Linked DNA regions of Mus musculus: region 1 is linked to region 2. The links are chromatin contacts, called in public Hi-C maps. All regions are on one chromosome and are shown on one strand. Each heading gives the region's core, a stretch centred on a gene start, on an enhancer-like site or on the middle of the called end of the contact. The rest is flanking DNA. Distances are from core to core; before and after follow the strand shown. Region 1 overlaps Arhgap24 (Rho GTPase activating protein 24). Region 2 has its middle 94 kb from the start of Gm46947.

Evidence for each region. Hi-C and Micro-C count contacts between places; a contact is called where the count stands out from the background.
Region 1: a Hi-C map of muscle stem cells shows a contact between it and region 2, with 3 times the contacts expected there. The contact joins two enhancer-like sites. A contact is called at or near these places in 1 of 15 datasets of contacts at CTCF or cohesin (large pre-B cells), 2 of 484 Hi-C or Micro-C datasets (muscle stem cells and myocytes) and 1 of 115 datasets of contacts at active chromatin or transcription factors (fibro-adipogenic progenitors).

Annotation. Positions count from the first base shown.
Region 1 is chr5:102,688,689-102,694,932 of GRCm38.p6, reverse strand. The region is part of intron 3 of Arhgap24 (Rho GTPase activating protein 24); the gene reads right to left. Among named protein-coding and RNA genes, the nearest start is that of Gm30396, 60 kb to the right of the region's middle. Within about 2 kb of position 2,257, at least 14 of the 459 cell types and tissues checked have an H3K27ac peak or open chromatin away from gene starts, as enhancers often do. A contact at or near this core is called in muscle stem cells, where this site is marked.
Region 2 is chr5:102,265,481-102,272,428 of GRCm38.p6, reverse strand. It overlaps a transcript of Arhgap24 not described here. Among named protein-coding and RNA genes, the nearest start is that of Gm46947, 94 kb to the right of the region's middle. Within about 2 kb of position 5,543, at least 14 of the 459 cell types and tissues checked have an H3K27ac peak or open chromatin away from gene starts, as enhancers often do. A contact at or near this core is called in muscle stem cells, where this site is marked.

The DNA of each region.
Region 1 (6,244 bases), core at 1,008-3,507, 430 kb before region 2:
CCACCACCATTAGTAGTAATTTTCCTTTAAAGCATTTTTACCATTTTATTACACATACACATGAGATGTGCTTATAGAATGGATATGTTCATGTGGGGGGTATATGGGCATTCTATGGCACACGTGTAGAAGTTAGAGGGTAGCCTCTGTTATAAATCCTTACCTTCCTTTCTATGGTCTTGTTTACTGTGGCATACATGAAGCCTGTGAGCTTCCCGGGATAGGATTCTCCTGTCCCTGCCTTCCATCTCACTGAAGAGGCAGTGGGATTACAGACATGTGCGATGACATCCAGTTTCCTTGGGTTCTGGGAATCTGAGCTCCTGTCTTCACATTTGTGCAGCAAGCAGTTTATCCACCCACAGATCCATCTCCTGAGCCCTTAGTTACAGCTCACAGATGTGCAGTGGACAGATGGCTTCCAGCCTGCAAACCCTTGATTTTCCCTTAGAAGTAAGTAAATGCGGCTCACAGAAGGACATAAATTTATGGCACATATGACACTGGGCATACACAAACTTTGTTGAGTTCCAAGCAATGACTAACATTTTTAATGCCAACTTGAACTGAAGTTGTCCACAGAACAAGAATTAAAGAAACCTCCTCAAAATCCACATTTAGAACATAATCTGAAGCCGCACATTAAATCTTTTTTTCTTACTATTTGATTCTTAACTGATGCTACATCTGTTTGGCTATAGGAATGGCATTTCATTTATGTGTCATTCCTCATTCAAGAAGCGTTGGCTACTACTAAGAGATCTTCAGTATCTGTCTGTGGTCAGAGGGCTATGATGTCTGCAGTGCTGTCGGTTACCATACCACACCCTGTTGACTAAGACAGTCAGGTGACTACATAGAGGAAAGAAACCAAGACATCTCCTACCACCAGGGAGCTGTTGGCGAGTGGCTGTCTTCTCCTGAGACTTGGTGGTAACTTCACTGAGCACTTCAGAAGGACTTCCTCCTTCTGTAACTGCCTCTCTAATACAGTCTACTACTCTGTGTGCATTGTGTGTGGTGAATGTAAGTGTATATAAGTGTCCTTGATGGTGGACACACATAGAGGTACATAGAGGGAGGTCAGAGATCAACAGTATGTCTTCCTCAGCTTAACTTTTGAGACAGAGTGTATCACTGAACCTGGAGATCACTGATTGCCTAGACTGGGTAGGCAATGAGCTCCTGAGTCCCATAACCCTCTTACCTCTACCTACCCCCATCTACCCACACAGCCCTCCTTCCACACTGGAGTTCATGTCCTGTGCCTCCACACCTGGCTTTTTAAGCATAGGTAGTGGGATCCAAACTCAGGTCCACACGGTTGTGTGACAATCACATTAGGGACTGAGCCATCTCCCCCTACTCTCCTCAGTACCACTTATATCCAGTATCCTAATGTAGGTAGGAGTTGACATCTCTGTTTCTCCATAGCCCACGTGTTCACACAAACAACATACATCTGAGGCCTTGCTCCTCAGATTACGGCCAAATACCAGCAAACACTAACACAGTGTTTACACAGCTGCTCTTTCCTCTTCATGATTAAGCAAGTTTGAGTACCAACAAGTTCCACACCATTGTGCAGTTCTGACCTTGACCCCATTTAGGTTTTGCTGTGTGCACTGGGAGGCTTTGGCCTTTTTCTCTCACACTTGTGAGGTCAAACAAGTTTCTTTCTCCAGAAACTTTTCTTTTCAAGCCAGTCATTTTTGAAGTTTTCCTACCTTAAATTATATGATCCTTCATTTCTTATTGCTTGTCACAGACACCCACAATTTATAAAAACACCCATCTTCCATCTAAGAAGCCCTAATATTTGGCTACTCTTCTAGGCTGGATGGCATATCCTTCTACTCTCTAGATTTTATTATGGGGCCAGCAATCTTACTATATTTTCTCTATAACAGGAAAACATCAGAGCCACACTGCTGCTATCTATGTTAGAGCATCCAGGCAGACCTCACATATCCCATAGCTTCTCTGTCACTGTCACTCCAGCAAAGCATGTCTTCATTCCTAGTGGACCACAAGATAAAATTCTTTTAAGAACTCTCAACATCATATGTTCCTAGAAGCATCGAGGATTTGTGTAACTGCTGTCTTAGTGCAGAGATATAGAGATGGCCCGGGGTACCTAACAGCTAAAACACTCATCAGTTTGAGTCTTTTCATGCAAGCATGCCTTTAAATCCAGCCATTTAGAGGCTAAGGCAAGTAACTGCTTCTGAGACCTGTAGAGGGCAGTGTTGACGTGCATTCTGTACTGTGTTCCACATTCTCACAACCCAGGCATCCAAAGAAATGGAGCATCTCGGTGAGTCCAGTTATCTTAGTAAGGATACCTAGTTTATTGTTCCTACCTTTGAGTACCTCACAACATATTACAACACCATTCCTTTAACAAACATCCTCTCTACTCCTTCAAGCACTGTTTCTATAGACTGTTGTATTCTGATGATTTTTTAAAAACCACTAAAAATGATTCTGTTTTAAACTAAACTCCAGCTTTGAGTATGGCTCAATCCTGGGCTACTGTAAGGTCATGACATAGCGGGTTCTGTTTTTCTTTTTTGTTTGATGTGTCCTCAATGCTTTGCTTTTCTCAGTCCCGGTACAAAAAGTAGTTGCTGAGACTGCCTCTCAGACATTTTATTTTTCTCTTAGGAGATGTGCATTAGATCCATTGTCCTTGGAAAAAATTTAATAGTGTCATGATTTGAGATCAAAGTGAAACTCAAACTCGTGGTGAGACCTAGCAAAGTTAAAATGCTTACATCAGAGGTGGATTTGCTTGTTGCTTCAGGCATGTCATTGAAAGCAGAAGGACAGTTTCTAATGCTGAGCAGGGTGGATTTAAGTGAGGGGAAGCCGCAGCTGTGACATGGCCATTTGTACCCACTGGCAAAGATGCGCAACCTTGATCTGATCAGATGGAAACAAGGTTTGTGAAGACTATCATTTCTGTATTTTCAAAGAAACAGACCAACAACCTGAGTGCTGTCCCAAACCAGGTCACTTCCTAACAGAGAATAGCTTACCTACTCTACAGTTCAGATAGAAGTTAGGGCACAAGATGGATAGTTTTTAAAAATAAAGTTTTATAAGGGATGAAGAAAAACAGTCAAAACAAATATCACAAGAAAAAATGCAGCTCTTGAAATTGAATGGTTCAGGAATTGATTAATGGATCTACAGGATGGTTTGAGAACTGATTAGTGGGTCTACAGGATGGCTGGATGTCTCAGGAATTTATTAGTAGATCTACAGGATGGCTGGATGGCTCAGAACTGATCAGTAGGTCTATAGGATGGATGACACATGAACTGATTAGTGAGTCTATAGGATGTGTGGATGGCTTGGGAACTGATTCGTGGGTCTAGAGGATGGATGGCTCAGGAACTGATTAGTGGGTCTACAGGATGGATGGCTCAGGAACTGATTAGTGGGCCTAGAGGATGGCTGGATGGCTCAGGAACTGATTAGTGGGTCTAGAGGATGGATGGCTCAGGAACTGATTAGTGGGTCTAGAGGATGGATGGCTCAGGAACTGATTAGTGGGCCTAAAGGATGGCTGGATGGCTCAGGAACTGATTAGTGGGTCTACAGGATGTCTGGATGGCTCAGGAACTGATTAGTGGGTCTACAGGATGGATGGCTGAATCTGAAGCATAGAAGATAGGGAGTGTGGGGCTGCATTACACAGATTAGGATCTGAATCACGAAGGGAAAATTCTTTGACAAAGTGGGTGTTCTAGGTGAGCCTGTCTATTCCTGCAAACTGGGCACCTGGTTGCTAATCCCCTCATTTGACCACTTGAGCAATATACACAGTGCAAACCCAACAGCACTTATATCACTGCTCCAGCTGCACCCTTTCAACCACCCTGGAAAATCTCCAAGACAATAGGAAGACAAAACAAGCCCACAAAACTGCCCTAGGTTTTGCTTGCAAGCCAATGTGTCCTTTGCATGTAATTGTGTCCATTTGTTGGTTTGTTGATTTTCTAAGATTCTCAGTCTCCAAGGGAAGGATCTGCATTTGGGAAAGTCAGTATCAGAGCATCAAGCCTTGAAGCTGGCTGGGCATTGGGATAAGCTGTGGAATTGATGGGAAATATCCTTCTAAACTACTCCTTCAGGATGCTGCTTCAGAGAACAGCCCAGCATGTTTTATACTTACACTGGTGTTCTGTGGCCAGCTAGATCGTTATTCAGATATTCATGGCAACAGCGGCTATGTTTTATTCACTTCTCATGGTTTCCATATCAGGTAGCATGCTAACAGGTACCAAATAAACACTTACATTTTTAAGCCTCTCTCCTTTTTCTCCCTTTACTGGACACTGAGATACTTTAGTTGATCGTGACAGCTATTTTAACCAAAATGGTACCTTATTTTAAACTCACACCCACATTTAAGTATGGTGTGGAATTAACGGTGGAAAATACTCCCTGTCTGCTGCTTTATGGTTACCTTTAAATATGATATTCTGTATCAGGTGGCAAATTCTTCTGGTGGTTATTATACTTATTAAGAAAAATATCTTCCTGAGTGAGGTAGCCCAGACACAAAAGAACACACATGATATGTACTCACTGATAAGTGGATATTAGCCCCACAGCTCAGAATACCCATGATACAATTCACAGACCATATGAAGCTTAAGAAGAAGGAAGACCACAGTGTGGATGCTTCAGTCCTACTTAGAAAGGGTAGCAAAATAATCATGGGACATAGAGGGAGGGAGGGACCTAGGAGGGAAAGAGAAGGAAGGGGGGGGGAAGGAACAAGATGAGGTATGGGAAGAGATGAAAGAGAAGTACAGAGGGTCAGGAAATTGAACAAAAATATGTAGCAGTGGGGCATGAGGAACTGGGGTAGCCACTAGAAAGTCCCAGATACCAGGAAAGCAAGAGGTTCTCAGGACCCAACAGGGGTGACATAAGCCAAAGTACCCAACAAAGGGAAGAAAGAACCTGTAGAAACCATGTCCAGTAAATAGGTAAATCCCAGTTGAGGGATGGGACTACTCAAAAATATCAACCCAGAAATTTTCCTGTCTAAAGGAGAAGCAGGGACAAAAAATGGATCAGAGACTGAAGGAAAGGCCATCCAGAGACTGCCCCACCTGGGGATTCATCCCATCTGCAGACACCAAACCCAGATACTATTAATGATGGCAAGAAGCACTTGCTGACAGGAGCCAGCATAAGGAGGTGCTAGAGCAGTGAGGCAGGAGTGGGTGAGTGGGTGGAGCACCCTCATAGAAGTAAAGGGGAGGGGGATGGGAGAAGGGGGTTGTGGCAGGGAAAGTGGGAAGGTGGACAACATTTGAAATGTAAATAAACAAAATAATGAATAAAAAGAAACATCTAAATTAAAGCTTATAGAGGTGTGCATCCACAAAGGTACTCTGAAAGGTGAGGTCATCATTAAATGGGAGAAGAGTTTTAAGTGATAGTGGGAACCCTGGAACCGCTGTAACTAGGATTCATCACGTGCAGACCTCTTGTCTTACACGTTGTTCTGATGTTCCATTCGTCAAGTATGTCAATGACACAAACAATCATGGGGTTTGCTCCTAACAACCGGGGCAAAGAGTTGTGAAAACAGCCACTCAATTAGCTATTCAGCTTCAAATAACTCATTCTTTCACAATATTAGAGTGTCACTCAACAACTAATAAGCTAACTATGTATTCTTATTGTATTTGGGTTCTAGGAGTATTATTTTTATTATTTATGTGACTTATCTTTTGTCAATTCCATTCACAGACAAGGTAAAGATATGACTGAGATTAAAATTGGAATTCTAAAAATTTCATATAGTCAGCGGGCATGAGAGTTGAAGCCAAACAAATAGCTTTTCTAAGTCACATAAGCTAGTGACTTGGCTCTCTGGGATTGAAGTATAATGCCAAATATGATTAGATTTCTTACTAGCAGAGATGTGTTCTGGTACGATGTAGTATTTTCAGCCTGGGTGGCTTTATATTGCAATTTACATTGTTGTCTGCCCTTTGTTTCAAATTGTTCCTTGATTAACCTAGATTTTAAAACCATTTATGATTGCTCAGGGACCTCTCATTTTAATTGATGTGCAGAATTCCCCAACATGCACTGGATCTCTACATAAGCAGCAGTTACTCATGACTATGGTCTCAGGCAATATCTAAATCATGGGGTTTACAACATTTTATTAATTTAGGTGTCCCATGAAGAATTTCAGAGATTTTTTTTT
Region 2 (6,948 bases), core at 4,294-6,793:
GTAACTAGAAATAAGTAATCAAAATAAGGGTGTGTGGAAAAGCCATGTGGAAACCCGGTGCTTTGTAAGCTTTTTTTAAATGAGATAAAACAAGGGCTTGAATGGAGCCATCCTGCATGGGAGAGTAAAGTTCCTCCTAGAAACCAGGGATTAGTAAACAAAAATCCCAAGAGCAGGCATGGGGTGAGTTCTTGGTCAGTGGTGGGGTGTTTACTGGCAGGGACAGAGGCCTTAAAAATAATACATTGCTACATACTTTAGTTGCAGAACACAGAGAAACCAAGTGGAACTAAATTTGAAACTTTCTCCCTGCAGGCTACATTCACAGGGACAGAGGGTACTGTGAGAGACTGCTCAGAGGGAAAGGCTGTCCAAACTCCTACCCAACTTGGAATTCTTATGCTACAAGAATAACCTGCAGTGTGATTAAATATAAAGCCATCTCCACAGGAGAGAATTCCTACCCACTACTGTAGACCTGCTCAGAGGTCATAGGCTCTAGCAGGAAACCTGCTACTGTTGTTTTGCTAAGAAGGCATGTTCTCAATACATCAGTGCTGTTCCGGGTCTTCTTCAGGAAAGCTTCCTGTTGTAGAACACAATACATAACATGGAGTCCCGTCTTGTGAGTGCTTCAGCTGTTGAGCAGGGGTGAGGGTGGATTATTTGGGCCTAAGTGGGAGATCTGCATAACCCTCTCCAGGTCTCAGAGAGCATGGCAGGATACAGAGTGAAAGGAAGGTAAGCAGAAGATGGAGATACATGCAACACAGAGAGACATGTGCAACACAGAGGTGACATGCACAGCACATCCTGACCATGATAAGGCTACTGCTCTCTTGTGCTCACTGTAGCTATGGCTGTCCTCACGAGGCCTGTATAACTGGACCCGCCAAGACTTCATCATAAATAGGGGAGGAGCACATGAGGCCCACACCTCCCTGAGGTACAATTGGGAGTTAATAGTCACTGAGTCAAAGGGCATCACTTTTTTCTGTGGTGTAGCCACAGATAAGTTGTCAGTGTTCCACTGAATAATCATCCATACAATCTCATGCAATGAACCCTAGTTAAAAATAGGAAATACACACACAAATACATATATACACACATACATGCACACACATATATACACACAAAAATATACAGACACACAGTATACATACAATACACCCATGTACATATACATGCATATACATATACAAACATACACACACACACATATATATATATACATACATACACATACTACACACAATACACACATGTACACACAGTACCTAGATTAGAGTGGACCTTGTTGGGAAGAAGCAGAGTCTTAAGAGGAAGCTGAGGGCAGAGTTGGAAGAGGAGATAAAAGAAGCTGGATTGCCAGGCAGTGGTGGCCACACCTTTAATCCCTGCACCTGGGAGACAGATATGTGAATTCAAGGCCAGTCGGGGCTACACAGAGAAACCCTGTCTCAAAGAGAAACAGAGAGAAGGGAATGGGAGTGGCTAATGGGGCATGAAGATCACTAAAATTCATTATTTCATATACATGTGTGAAACTATCAAAGAACAAAATAATGTAAAGAGGAACAAGAAACAAGATATAAGCATAAGCAAAAACGTTCTTCTCAGAACTTTTAACAGCACATGAGATGACTTTAAGACTTTATAAGTGCAATTAAAAAGTTTCACAATGAAGTTTGACACAGCAAAGAAAACAGACAGCTGATAGAATAGAGAAATGTCTTTGTCAAAGACACATCAGATATGAGACTGATATCCAGGATACATGAAGAACTGTTAAAATTAAAACCACAGAAAACGTTTTCTGCACAATAAATAGGCTAAGGGACTGGACAGGCAATTCCAAAAGAAAGAAAGAAAGAAAGAAAGAAAGAAAGAAAGAAAGAAAGAAAGAAAGAAAGAAAGAAAGAAAGAAAGAAAAGGAGGGAGGGAGGGAGGGAGGGAGGGAGGGAGGGAGGGAGGGAAGGAAGGAAGGAAGGAAGGAAGAAAGAAAGAAAGAAAGAAAGAAAGAAAGAAAGAAAGAAAGAAAGAAAGAAAGAGGGAGGGAGGGAGGGAGGGAGGGAGGGAGGGAGGGAGGGAGGGAGGGAGGGAGGGAGGGAGGGAGGGAAGGAGGGAGGGAGGGAAGGAGGGAGGGAAGGAAGAAAAGCCAAAGTGCTTGAAAAAAAATTCTTCAGCATTATTAGCCAGCATGAAATGCAAATTAGAACTGTTTAGAGAGTCCGCCCACCCCAGTCAGAGTGGCTATCACCAGGGGAAATTTTTGACAACAAATGGCAGTGGGGATATGAGGAACGAACCACTTGTACAGACACGGTGAAAATCAGTGCAGAATCTCCTCAAAATACTGACAGTAGAGCTTTATATGGCCCAGCTATTCCCAATCAACATCCACAGGATTACTTTGTATATCATGTTTACGGCTAAACTGTTTACAGAGGCTAGGAAGTGGAGAAGGCAGCGTTGGTCATCTACAGATGGCTGGATAATGAAGATGTGGCACATACACACAATGCACAAAGTAAAATGAAATCAAGGCATTTATAGGAAAATGGATGCATCTAGAACTTACTCGGCTTGGTGAAATAAATGAGAATCAGAAGAATACTGCATATTTTCTCTCAAATTTAAACGTGTGTGTGTGTGTGTGTGTGTGTGTGTGTGTGTGTGTGTTTAATATCTGTTCATATGTGTGTGTTCGAGGTCACAAAAATATTAAAGGAGCAATGAGAAGAGAGCCACGGGATGCAATGGAAGCAGAAACAAAGACGGCCACAGGATGCAATGGAAGCAGAAACAGAGAAAACCACAGGAACAATGGAAGTGGAAAAGAAGAGTCGTGGGATGCAATGGAAGTGGAAGCGGAGAGGGTCATGTGATGCAATGGAAGCAGAAATGAGAGGGTCACGTGATGCAATGGAAGCAGAAACGGAGAGAACCATAGGAACAATGGAAGTGGAAACAGAGAGTTGTGGGATGCAATGGAAGTAGAAACGGAGAGGGTCACGTGATGCAATGGAAGTAGAACTGGAAAGGGTCACATGATGCAATGGAAGTGGAACTGGAAAGGGTCACGTGATGCAATGGAAGCGGAAATAGAGAGGGTCGTTGGATGTGTGCCACAGGAAAGCAGAAGGGGAAAACCAGGGGAAGGAGAGAAATCAGCAGGAGCTGAAGAGTACATAGGGGAAAAAATATTGCCCAGGAGCAAATGAGAGCAGGACACAGTGGAGCATGTGAGTGTGAAGATGCCAGGATGGAACCTTTGCTCAAGTTCTAACCTAAGAAATTAATAGAAAAATATCTATATCAATCTTCAACATTTGAAGTATAGTTTTGGATTGCTCTGTGTTAGAATGTTTGACTTCAAAACTGCTATTTGTATTCCTGGCTTGAGTTTCATTAAAAAAAAAAAAAAAAACTGTTCATTGAATTTTAAGGTTGGGATTAGGACAGAATTACTAATGATTTATAAATGTATCGGGAACATAATTCCACCTATTTGTACTATTGATTCATGCAAAGTGGCATTCTGAGCCCTGACAATTATAAAATCTGAACACTGATCGACTCTGAGACGTGCTGAAGGCGCTCTTCATCCTACACTATAAAATAGTCGGCCAGGATTTAACTCACTATGGAAAATGTATAAGTATATCCATCTCATTAATGCAGAATATTTCCTTCATATTTAATAAGTGGTGAAATTACCAAGGAATCTATTAAATAGTTCTCTGTGGTTTATTAGTAATAAGTGTTTGACTTGTATATGTATTTTATTCACCTACGTACTCAAGGTAACATAAAAATTACACAGGTATGAAGATGGTAATATTCAGGACAATTTAGAAACCCAGAACTAAATTACAAAACACAGAGAAGATTGAATAAGATAAGATGAAGGAATAGACCTTACAGCTGAAATTATCAGAAGAGTCATTTGAGGTCACGGTGAACAAAAGGAAACAAAGGGGTCATATGAGGTCACCGTGAACAGCTGCACACCAGTGACCCTAAAAGGAACAGACAAATTCCTCAAAACAGCAATCTACCTGTAACTCTTGCCAAAGTAAAATAAGTAATAATAATAATGATTGATGTTTTAAAACAGGCTAAGGATGTGAGCACAGCTGTGGGAAGTGCTGTTCAGCATCAGTGACCATCAGATGTCCTTGGACACATTGGGATATAACACAGGCCCTTCGTCACAGCTGTTATCAAAATGAACGGATAAATGAGGAGAGGCAGCTAACGTTATAAGGATGTAAAAAACTGAATCTATGCATGCTATCAGTGGAAATGCAAAATGGTGCAGTCACAATGAAAACATGTAGATATCCCTCAAAAAATTAACAACAGAACTTCCACAGCACCCACAGCTCTGATTCTATTTACCCAAACATTGTAAATGGGATCTTAAGGACATACTAGCACCCCATGAGAAAATGTAATCGGTACAACAAAGGACTAGCCAATTTTAAAAGGCAAGGGGATCTGCAGTGCGCTGCAGTGGAGATCAGCCTTGAGGAGAGTGCGCTGAGTGAAGTAAGATGTGAAAGAAAAACGCTGTTGGATTCCACCTATGTGAGTATTTTTCAAGAGTCAAATTCATTGCATCAAAGTGGAATAATGGCTGCCAGTGGCTAGCACACTGAAATGGGGGTGGAGGGTGCAAACCAACAGGCACAAAGTCCCAAGTGGTCAGGATGAAGTCCCTTTGTCTGGCATTGTATCCACATCAGCAGTCACACAGCACCCTACACTAGCCAAACTATGGTGGCAGACGTCTGGCTAATTGCTCCTGTACGATACAATAAAAATTTTAAATGGTGAACTGCAACCTGTAGGTAAATCTCTCAGAGTAACGTCTGTAAGTAGAAAGAACATATCTCATTCAGGATTTAGTAAGTAAATAGGGCGTATCTAAGGGATACAAACACTTACAACCTGCCCCCAGAACTGCAAGAATATTTTATTCCCTCTAATGCTATATCCAGAAGTCCATACTGCCTAAACTTTACATCAATCCTGGCTAAACGCAGCAATAAAAATGTGTCTTACTTTGTGAGATTCTAAGACAAGAGGCCACATGTGTGAGTGATTGAAATCTGGGAACCAGCAACTTGGCATCCATTTTCAAAATCACAGTAAAAAGAAGCATATGTGCCAATTGTCCTTGCTAAAATAGGAGAAGATGAAGTAGGAAAATATGTTTTAAATGCCAAGACCCTGGCAAACATTCCTGGTGAATCATAAAAAGCGAGTGAGAATATGACCAGGTGTGGGGAAAATGCCAAGTGGCCAAACAAAGGGAAGAAACAGAAGCGGCAAGATGATAAAGAACATCTTCAATGGAGATGACATGGGAGAGAACTGTGGGCTGCCAAAGATGTGACACGGAAGGAATGACCTTAAGGCTTAGGTTGTTAAAGGGGCAGCATTAAAATACACAGCAGAGCAGCTGTCCAGCTGTTACCCACTGAAGCATCCGCTCTGTAAACTGCAGTGTCATGGCATGGCCACGAGTCCGCTAACATTTGTGTCAATCTTTCCTTGCTCCCTTGCTCTCGAGGTCTTCAGACTATGGAGCAGCCTGGACCTAGACTGCATGCCTCAGCTACGATGGGCAAGTGATGCTGTCTGGGGCTCGGACCCATGAGGACTGTACCCTTGGAAGAGTTTGCGCTGGACAAGTCTGCTCTGGCTGAGGAAGCTCTGAGGCTGCAGGGAACTGCGGAAGAGAAACATCGCCACCTGACTGCCTCGCTTTAGCCCTGGGGTGAAAAGGATCACAAGCTGGAGGGGGCTTCCCTGTGGGGACATCTGGGAGTCCTGTCACCATTAAAGACGTTTCCTTTGTGACCGCTCTCCTCCTGATATGCCTGTCCTCGAGTTACACACTGTGACAGAGGTGGCTGGAGTTTTAAAACGGGAGGACTCTTTCACCTTATGCTATCTCTTGTCTTTATAATTCCATCTCAACTCTGTACTTAGAATAACAAAAACGTGTGTTAAAGGCTAAGAGCAATAAAAATAAAATACAAGAAGCAATTGAAACTTGTCAAGGAAATTTCCATGAAGGAAAAATTATAAAAAGATCTTTCTCAAGGTAACATTTTTCTCTGATGTGTCAAATATTTCCAAGAGCTTTCTTTGGAGTTCTATCAGTGGCATGGATATAAACCCAAGAGAATGAGGCTTCTTTTAATAGACTTTCCATGTACCAGGAAGCTCAACACAGTGGTTAGTGATGGGAATTCTGGAGTCCAAAAGCCCCCATTTCAGAACTGGCAGGTCCTCTAAGTAAAGTTAAACAAAATTTAGTGAAAGGACAGACTCAATACAGAAGGTTTTCCCTAAGCAGAGCATAATACCATTGTGATCTTCAGATGGCCTAAAGAAAATATTGACCTCCACATAGCTACTTAATTCCAGTTTTTAATATATCAGAGAACATGTAAGGAAACAGGGCAGTGGAAATTCTGGAAGATATTACTAAATGTAAGACTACCCTGCTAACTCAGGGGAAAAATGAATTCATGGTGTAATAAATTTTATGAATTTGTCATCAGGAGCTGCTCAGGTTTACAGTGATTTTTGCCATCAGATGTCCAGTCTGACTCTAGCCTGCTCTTGGGACCCTTTTCCTCCTACTAGATTGCTTCATCCAGCTCTGGTGTGATGTGATGTGCCTGGTCTTATTGCATCTTGTTACCCCTGGGAGACCTGCTCTTTTCTGAAGGGAAATGGAGGAGGAGTGGATCTGAGGGAAAGAGAAGGGGGACAGAAGGGATTGGAGTCGGGAGAGGGGAGGCTACAGTTGGGATATATTGTATAAAAGAAGAAATAAAAAGGAAAACCAGCAATAATAATTTTTAAAACAATTTTTAAAAAGTGGGAAGCATTTTGTTTTGAGGTTGTTAATTGAAATACAAG